2 separate regions of the Anser cygnoides genome follow, and region 2 is linked to region 1. The links are chromatin contacts, called in public Hi-C maps. All regions are on one chromosome and are shown on one strand. Each heading gives the region's core, a stretch centred on a gene start, on an enhancer-like site or on the middle of the called end of the contact. The rest is flanking DNA. Distances are from core to core; before and after follow the strand shown.

Region 1 (4,269 bases), core at 752-3,251:
AGCAAATGCACGCAATATCAAATAATAATCACACAATTTGTCACTGATCCTGTCACTGTATCCATACTTCTGTCCAGAGAGGAATTGCTCATGCTCCACACAGAGCCACCTGCCTGGCACAGCCCCATTATGTGTTTTACAGTGCTACAGCTGGGCACGCACGGAGGTGGAGCGGTGCTTGGTATGCAGCTTCTCCAAAGCCCTAGCAGGGACGGGAAGGGCCAGTGAATGGGAATTCCCAACGACAGCACTTGTATTTCTCTCCAGTGAAGGGTCAGGGCACAACGAAGGTGCTGCACACGTGGGTCAGTACAACGCGGAGGGCATTGCAAGAAAACGAGATATTGGTGTCTTGCAGGAGAAGTATGCCATGCCCAACGTAAGGGAGCAGAAGAGGTGTGTCCCCTCTCCTAGTGCTGCAGTCAGCCTGCCCCAGGACAGCGGTCAGCCCCCAGAGAGATCACCTGAAGGCCAGGGCAGGTGGTGAGGGAAGAGGACTCAAGACCTCTTCTTTGAAACCCTACTGGCCTCTGATCCAAACGCTTTAGGAGTATCCTGATACCGCTTTGCTCTACCAGTGTCGAAACAGTACCACTTCTCCCAAGGGCTCCAGGACAAAGAAATTAAGAGAAGTTGCCAAATCCTTGCAGCACCACTTGACACTTTGCATCGCTGCACGTGATTAGGCATCTGAGACTCGAAACACATTTTCTGCCAACCATTGGCAGAACCGAGATTCAGGTCCCACAGGCTGATGGCAGTTTTGTGACTGCAGCGAGGAGAGACTTGAGTGGTCTACAGATTTGGAGCTTCTTCCTTCCTCATTCTGCCAGAGCTGGATTTGCTAATCTTTTGGCAATACCACCATGCACATCCTCTCCTAGCACTTTTCAGAAAGAGGATGTGGGTGGTATTTGTATTTATTATTGAAGACACTTGTCATCAAGGTGATACATATAGACATGTATATATACATACATACACATGCATATCATGTACCCAAAGCATAACTTGGATTTTGTCCTTTATAAATTTAAAGATATCAGCTGCAGGTGGAAGACCATATTTAAGCTCACGTTTTATAGACAGACACTACTTTGTGCTCTCATCAAATAATTTAAATATCTGCTACAGAGGTGGTTAGCCTTTTGTAAGGAGGCCCACGCACGTTATGCTCAAGTCAAACACGGAAAGCAGCCGCTGGGGAAGAGTTTGGCTGTCCTGCACTCACCTGCCCACAAACCCAAACTGTCATTGGGTTGTGAGAGACGCAGACTTTTCACAGAACAACGAGAGCAAAACAAAACTGAAAGTTAAACATTAACAAACTTAGACCCTTCAAAAAACCAAACAACCCGTCCAGTGCGGCAGATCCCTCCTCCCCCCGGCGGGAAGCAACCGCGTCTCCCCCGGGGCCCGGCGGCAGCTGGGCACTGCCCGCTGGAGACGGACGGGGACCGAAGCGAGCCGGCAGCAGCTCGGTGGGCACGGGCTGAGCCCGCGGCTGCTCCTGGCACGGAAACGAGCCCCCAGACAGCTCCGTGCTGCCGGGGTGCTACCGGGCAGCCTGTGCCGGGGCTTCGCAGGGTGCCGGGGGCGACGCCGAGAGGTGCCCCCGCCCCGAGCCCCTCGATGCACCCGGCGTGGGGCAGCGGCAGCCGAGGGGGCGACGAGTTAAAAAAAAAAAAAAAAAGTAAAAAAGCACAAAACCACCCAACCCGACGGCGGACTCCTGTGGCGTAATGGCCTCCCCGCGGCCGTGCAGGTGCCCGGGGTCGGTGCTCGCCCCCCGCCCCTCCGCCCCGCCGCCCCTCCCGGCGGTCCCGGCCCGGCCCGGCCCGGCGCGGCCGCCCCTCACCTCATGGCCCGGCTCGGCGGGCGCCGCCCGCTGCCCCAGCGCCGGGCCGGGGAGCGCAGCGGCGGCTCCGGTGCAGGCTCCGGGGCTCGTCCCGGCCCCCGAGAGACGCCTGGCGGCGGGGCGGCGGCGGCGGGGCCGGGGGTGGGGGGCGGAGGGGGCCGGGCGGGACGCGGCGCCTGCCCCCTTCTCCTCCTCCCCGCCTCTCCCCTCCTCGCCCGCCGCGGGCTCGAGGGGGGGATTGCTGGGCCGCTGCGCGGGCCGGAAAGTTTTAGTGTTTTTTTTAAAGTGAAGTAGAAATATCGCAGCTTTACGGCCGCGGAAATTGTCAGGGGTGCAGCAGCGAGTTGTCGGGGCTGCTAAGGAGGCGCGGAAATGTCCTGGCTTTCATCGGGTAGAGCTTGGTCCTGTAAAGGAGGGAGCATTAAAATGTCCTGCACGCGTCCTGTCCTGCACCCTTGTCTCGGATCTCTGCACCTCGGCGACCTGAGCAGGGTGCTGAGGGGCCGGGGGGTACGCGTGTGCACGCCTGCCGGCAGCACTTCCCCTCAAGCTACCTGTGCCTGTTGCCTCTTGGCCTGTCACTGTGCGTCCTTGTGGACAGAGCGCTCCCCCCTTCTGCTCTACAGCCTCGGGTTCAGTCCTGGAAAACCACGAGTAGATCCACCCGAGCCTCCTCTTCTCCAGGCCGAGCACATTCAACTTCTTCAGCCTCACTTCGTATGGCATGTACTGTAAAATCATACCTAAATACGTAAGGCCTGGGCAAAGCGAGATGCCGAAATGCTCTTGGAGGAGCTGAGGAGGAGGAGTGAAGCAACGTGAGGCAGTTTGCAACTACATCACTGCTGCAGTAAAGCTATATTACAGCCAGAGCACAGAAACGTACTCTGGGCCATATCTATCTCCTATCTTGTGCCGGGATAGCTACCCCAGCAGTGAGAAACTGCACTGGAATACAGTATCTGACTGCAATAGGCACTGTCACAGAGGTGTAAAGGTGGCTCCTGCAGGGCAGGACAGGAATCACAGCTCTGTGAACACCGCACAGCCAGTGCTGTCCATTGCTGCATGCTGCTCTTAGAGCAATGCAGCTTCTGAGGGCCCCAAAGGCTATGGACATTAAGGATGGATAAGGCGAGGTTCATATTTAGCACATGCATATAAAAAAGCAAGCAAGGTGTATTTTCATAGGTGTATTTTCCTCATCCGTTCTCTCCTCAGCTCTTTGAAACCTGTGGTTTCTGTCAGCAGCAAACCAGCCATGAATTTTGGTCTCAAGAGATTGCTCCCAGTCTGTCACAGTGCTAAAGAGAAACGTAGAGTCTGGTTTGGTCCGTCAGCATCAAGAGGATTTCAAGAGGATTTCCAAATTAAATCAGGAACAGGCGATCTCAATGTCTTCCCCACTTCTCAAACAATTGCTGAAGTAAACACAAAGCTAAACTGCTGAGCTGGTTGTTGGAGCAATGCTTTGGCTCTGCTTTGCAGAGAAAGCAAGAGATGGAAACCACGTGGATGCAGTCTTATTGTCACCAGCAGTTTTTGGGAAAGATGTACAGAGACAAGCAGCCTCACTGGGCATGCATGCAACTGTCTGGGGCGTTCACTGACCCTTAGAGTACCCCGCTGGGTACCTGACAGCTACAGCTGGTCCCTTGGCCAAAGTTCAGTGCCAAAACCAACACTGTGCCTGGTTTCTGGCGTTTCCTGGGGAGAGCACCCACAGCCTGCATCCTGACCCGACGTGCCACTTATCAAGTTGCTTATTAATTATAAAGCCCAGAATCCCATGATCTCACCAAGGACTTTGCTGGGTGACTGCTGTTGGCTCCTCATGCTGTAAACATATGTGGGCTGTGCAAAAGGCCAGTGTCCCCAGGGCCCAGCGCAAAGCCCCTGGTGCAGGATGAACGCCCCGCTGCAGGTCAGAGTGGTGCCTGCCTGGCACCTCGTCGCGGCAGGGTGGCTGCAGCCTGTCCCACGCTGTAGTGCTAGCCACGTTGTCCCCATGTCCTCTCCCGCATCCTTCACCCACACCCACACATAATGCTGCCGGGGCTGCAAGCAGGGACTGGGAGCACGGAGCTCCTGCTGGGAACAGGGATCAAGGAGAGAGGCTTGGAGGAGACGGCGTCGTGAGGAGTTTGGTTAAGTTCCTGCTCTGTGGCTTTCCAGCTCCGTAAGACATAACCTACTACAGCAAACTTAACCTTGATACTCCCCAATCACATTAGGACACCCTTCTGTTCCTGTTGAAACCAGCTCGTCACTTACCTCAGAATTAGGACTGTACCCACTGTGTTTGATTTTAATGTAAACACCAAAAGTAAAGCGCCGTTCTAGAACCGGAGCTTCTTCCCACCTTCAAATAGCTCTCCTCATTCTGTGGTAAGGCTGTTATCGGTCCAACC
Region 2 (4,269 bases), core at 1,045-3,544, 200 kb before region 1:
TCGGGATATGCAAGGAGTAAGAGTGCACTAGGTGTGCCCTGTCCATAGTCATTGACAGTTTCTTGGTATGACGATGTGTGTCTATGTGAAGAATGTAATTACCCACCCTCAGTTCAGCCCAGTTCATTTAAATGCCATTTGTCTAAGTGACTGAAACATCGAGCTGCCAGGCTGGTAGGGCCTTGCTTTCCCTGCTAGAAAATACAAGTATGCAGTCACAGGTGAGGAAGGACCCGGTTGGTACCGATGGGGCATCTGCAAGAGAAAGGCTGAAGGCTGCTGCATGGCCCCCTGCTCCCAGCAGGGCGGCAGGTTTTGGTCACTGGGCTTTCAGGCTGCCGCTGAAGGAGAAAAGGCTGAGCACCCGCTTCCTTTCCCCCCGCCAGCCTGCGCTGATGATCTCCCTCGGATTGCAGTGTACTTGGTGTAGCGTTAGTATGTTACATGGGCATTTTTATCCCCCGGGGAGTACACTGGCTTTGAGGAAAAGAGGACCCAATGCTTTTAGCAGAGAGCACTCCTCCAAGGAGCACGCAGCTCGGGCGGTGGCAGCATGCCAGCCTGCCCCAGCCAAGCCTTCGCCACGGCTGCCACCCAGCCACCCACTGCCCGCCTTCAGCCGCTGCGCAGCCGCCGCCTCGTACCCCAGCAGGGCGCTGCTGCTGAAGGCCGAAGCGGAGTTTCTGGTCTGAGATTTCATTAAGGCTTCCTGGCCTTTACTGCTGTTTTGGTTGGGTTCTGGCAGTCGTCTCCTCCGTTGTTGGTTTTAGTGGCTGCTGGGCTTCTTTGCTGCAGAAAACTTGCGAAAACATGATCCTGTCATGCTCAGGCATTCAGAAATTAGAAGAAATTAGAAGAAAGAAACATAGAAATCTACCGTTCTCTTTTTTTTTCCCCCTTTTTTTTTTCTTTTCTAAATTAAGTTATAATATTCTTTGTAGGTCATCCTCATGTTTCTGGAGGCCTGATTCATGTCTGTACACTTGTGGCTGGCAGTGTTGCTGTCGTCTTCAAGGGGCTTTGGCTCAGGCTGAAATATATTGCTGCAGCTTTTATCCCAAAAAGGGCCCTTCACAACACTTTACAAAGACAAGGTGACTTGTAGCTCGATACCACAGTCCTTGGGGAGGCTGTTTTGTTTTGTTTCATTTCCCAGTTCCAGTCTATTGAGAAAGTGCTGATTTGAATAGACATGAGAAGTATTAAGACATCTTGTGATCACCCAGGCTTAGCAATGATTAAAATAAACGTGCCATCCTAAGTACTGGGAGATTGTTTTCCAAGGGCAAATAAACAAGGAGCAAGTGGAAAGCATCTATAACCATTTGACAGTAGGTAGTGTTATAGAGCAACTTCTAACTTCTTTCTGTGAAAGCACGGTGGAGGTACACCTGAGGATGTCGGGTGTCCAGGCAGCTTAGCTTCATGCGAGAGGATTTCCTTGTGGGATGAGAGCCCTGCTTGGGCTCCTTGTTATCTTGATCAGGACAGGGACAGGGTGGAAGTGTCTGTGGTGCATGGAGTTACTCCCACCTCTCCTGCCTGGGAGTGGGACTGAGGAGAGCGTTGGTTCTCTTCTTTGGTAATCCCACCGTTATGTCCACAAACAGAGCAAGTGACTTCTTTTAAATTTTATTTCTTTTTTGACTAGAAAAATCATTTAATTCTCTTCCACCTCTTCCATTTTATCCCCAGCAAGCCACCTTTTGCTTCTGCTCCCTTGGTTCCTGTTCAGTGGAAAATCCTTATTCTCCAGACCTTTAGTATTGCAATACCCAATGAGTATGGAGAAAGCGGGGAAAAATAATTGCTCACCATCTAGCGTTGGTTACTGCAGGAGCCCTTCTGCCTGTGCTGGCCAGCAGAGCTGACGTGCTGAACCCTTACCAGCTCTCTGCCCATCCGTGGAGATGAGGAGAAAAATTGTCCACGTCTCGGGATTTTTTGAACAGCCGAAAAGCACTGTGCCTACAACAGAAAACAGCGAGTGAGAAGGTCGTTGCTTTTAAACAACTGGTTTGCATTAAAGTAAGTTATGGAAGAGAGTCTCTCTCACATATGAGTGATCTTTTTTATTTCTCCCTGTGCAGTGAATGTATAAAGCCCCTTCACCTGTCCAGCCCCCCGAACCCCCCCAGCTGCGGGGCTGCCGGCCGGGGCACAGCCGCGTGCGGCTGGGGGTTGGACCCGACGATCCCTCGAGGTCCCTTCCAGCCCCTGCGGTTCTGTGATCCCTGTGACCGATGCCGTAGGGCCGGCAGGCAGCCGCTGCACGGGGCCGGCACGCTAGGTGGGGCGGTTGTCCTGCCGCATCCCAGCCCTTCCCGCGGCGCGGAGAATTTAAAATGCCGGCTTTGCTGTTGTGGGCGCACAAACCCTTCTGCGGCAGCCTTAAGAGACCGCTCAGAGCCGGCTTTGTTGCACGTCTGCGCCTTTCTGCATGTCCTGGCAGAGCCTTTGTTAGTTTTGGTGTCTTTAAATGCTAACTCAGCAGTCTTTAAAGGCATAAAACCGGAGTGGGATAGGATAGCATGGCACTGTTTTGCACTTCCTGAAGCCCCCCCCCCCCTTTTTTACCTTCTTTTTCTTTTAAGCAATACGATGTATATGTATTTAAACAATACAAAATATTATCATCAGTCATCTGCCCTTCGCTCAGCCGAGGCAATGCTGCCGGCTCGGCATTATCGGTCGCACTGGTGAAATGGGATCTCCTTGCAGCATTGATTCTGCTGTACTTTGGTCCAGGCTTGTGGTTTCTGTATTGATCCGTCAAAGAAACTGCTGAGGAGCAGGTGAGCAAGGTCTGTTGTCTGTGCTGTTTGGGAACTAACAGAAGCTATTATCCTTGGTGGGAAGCCTGTTGCACACCTGGACATTGATCCATTATGAGAGAAGTCCGCTTTAATTAGAGCCACGTTTTCCAGTATTCGTACAGAGTGCTTCGACCCTGCTCCACAGCAAGGTCATAAATGCAGACTTTCAGGCTGAGTTCTTCATTTATTATGTAGTCTTCTGAAAAAGAACCATTAAAAAGAATCAGACTGAAATTTTTGTACGTGCTGAACTCTGAAGTAGTCTTTTCTAAAATGAAACTCAATGGGATCTATATGATGTATTCAGAAATACATACTTAGACTTTGGTTGGCAATGTGCATGGAAGCAGATGCTGCTCATCGTGGTGTTTTCCTGGCCTGCTAGAGATTTAAAGGTTATGTATGCAGCTCTAAGGGCAGATGTAAAATCCCTTAACTGAAAGATCCTGAAAATAGGAATTCCTTCTCTCAGCCTGGACATTCTGGAATTGGAATGACTTTCCCCAGAAGCATAAAACAGAAACATCCCTCATTATTTGCAATTCAAAAACAATTTCATGGCAGGAAAACAAAAAACAAACAAAAAAAAACACTTTTTTCTTTCTTTATTCTTGGAGGAGGATGCCCTGTCTAGGTTTTTTGCTTTTAGGCTGTCTTTCATGATAAACACCCTGGCAATGTTAAGTGCTTCACATGCAATTGATAACTATCAAAGATAACATCAAAATATTCATGTATGCTAGTACATGTGCAGCAGAATTTTCTATGAGAAAAAACAGAAGTATAAAGACTAAATATGACTACAAGTAAACAAAGACATTTTCCCTTGTATCCTCATGCTTTATTGTTTTCCAAATGAAACATAAAAAGAACACTCTTACTAAATTACCAAATCGTCTCTCAATAATTTATTCAATATTGGCTGAAATGATCATGAAAATGTCTTAGTCATTTCTCACTGAGTCAATTTTATAGAACGTACTCCATGTCCTATAAAATGATGGCATTAGAGTAGTACAAACAAAATCAGAAATTCAGTAAATTATATCTGTAAGTTCTGGCCATGTCCCATAGAGTTGTACAGATTAATATAACAGGAAAAAAAAAAAGGTGCCCTTACAGTCTCTCTTACTAGCCAAGTTCTGTTTGAGTACAAGCATCTAGCAGTCATACACCTCCAATCACCCCCCAAACAGCCATTGCAGCATTTACAAGGCTAATGAGCCCCAAATGCCTCACCCCACAGCAACCACAAGAAGTGCTTTGTGTCTTTCAGCTTCAGTGCCTCAAGAACAGTCAGGACCGCTGCTGGCTTTCTGAAAACTTTGGGGTAGACTGTGTTGCTAGAGCAGCATGGTGAAAGGTCTTCATGTCCTGGACTTTGGTGGAGGAGGCATGGTGTAGTTCCATCCAGGTCACGAAGTGTGTAGTTTTATCCTTACAGCAGAATATT

Evidence for each region. A called contact is a pair of places that touch in the nucleus more often than the background predicts.
Region 2: a Hi-C map of liver shows a contact between it and region 1, with 1.8 times the contacts expected there. The contact joins the enhancer-like site here to the promoter of PLAGL1 in region 1. A contact is called at or near these places in 3 of 7 Hi-C or Micro-C datasets (granulosa cells and liver).

What each region holds. Positions count from the first base shown.
Region 1 is chr3:57,611,401-57,615,669 of Taihu_goose_T2T_genome, reverse strand. It overlaps PLAGL1 (PLAG1 like zinc finger 1), which reads right to left and starts at 2,001. Exons shown (of 8, transcript XM_066994220.1): 1 at 1,859-2,001.
Region 2 is chr3:57,810,461-57,814,729 of Taihu_goose_T2T_genome, reverse strand. The region is part of intron 1 of PHACTR2 (phosphatase and actin regulator 2); the gene reads left to right. Among named protein-coding and RNA genes, the nearest start is that of PHACTR2, 14 kb to the left of the region's middle. Within about 2 kb of position 2,294, at least 2 of the 3 cell types and tissues checked have open chromatin away from gene starts, as enhancers often do.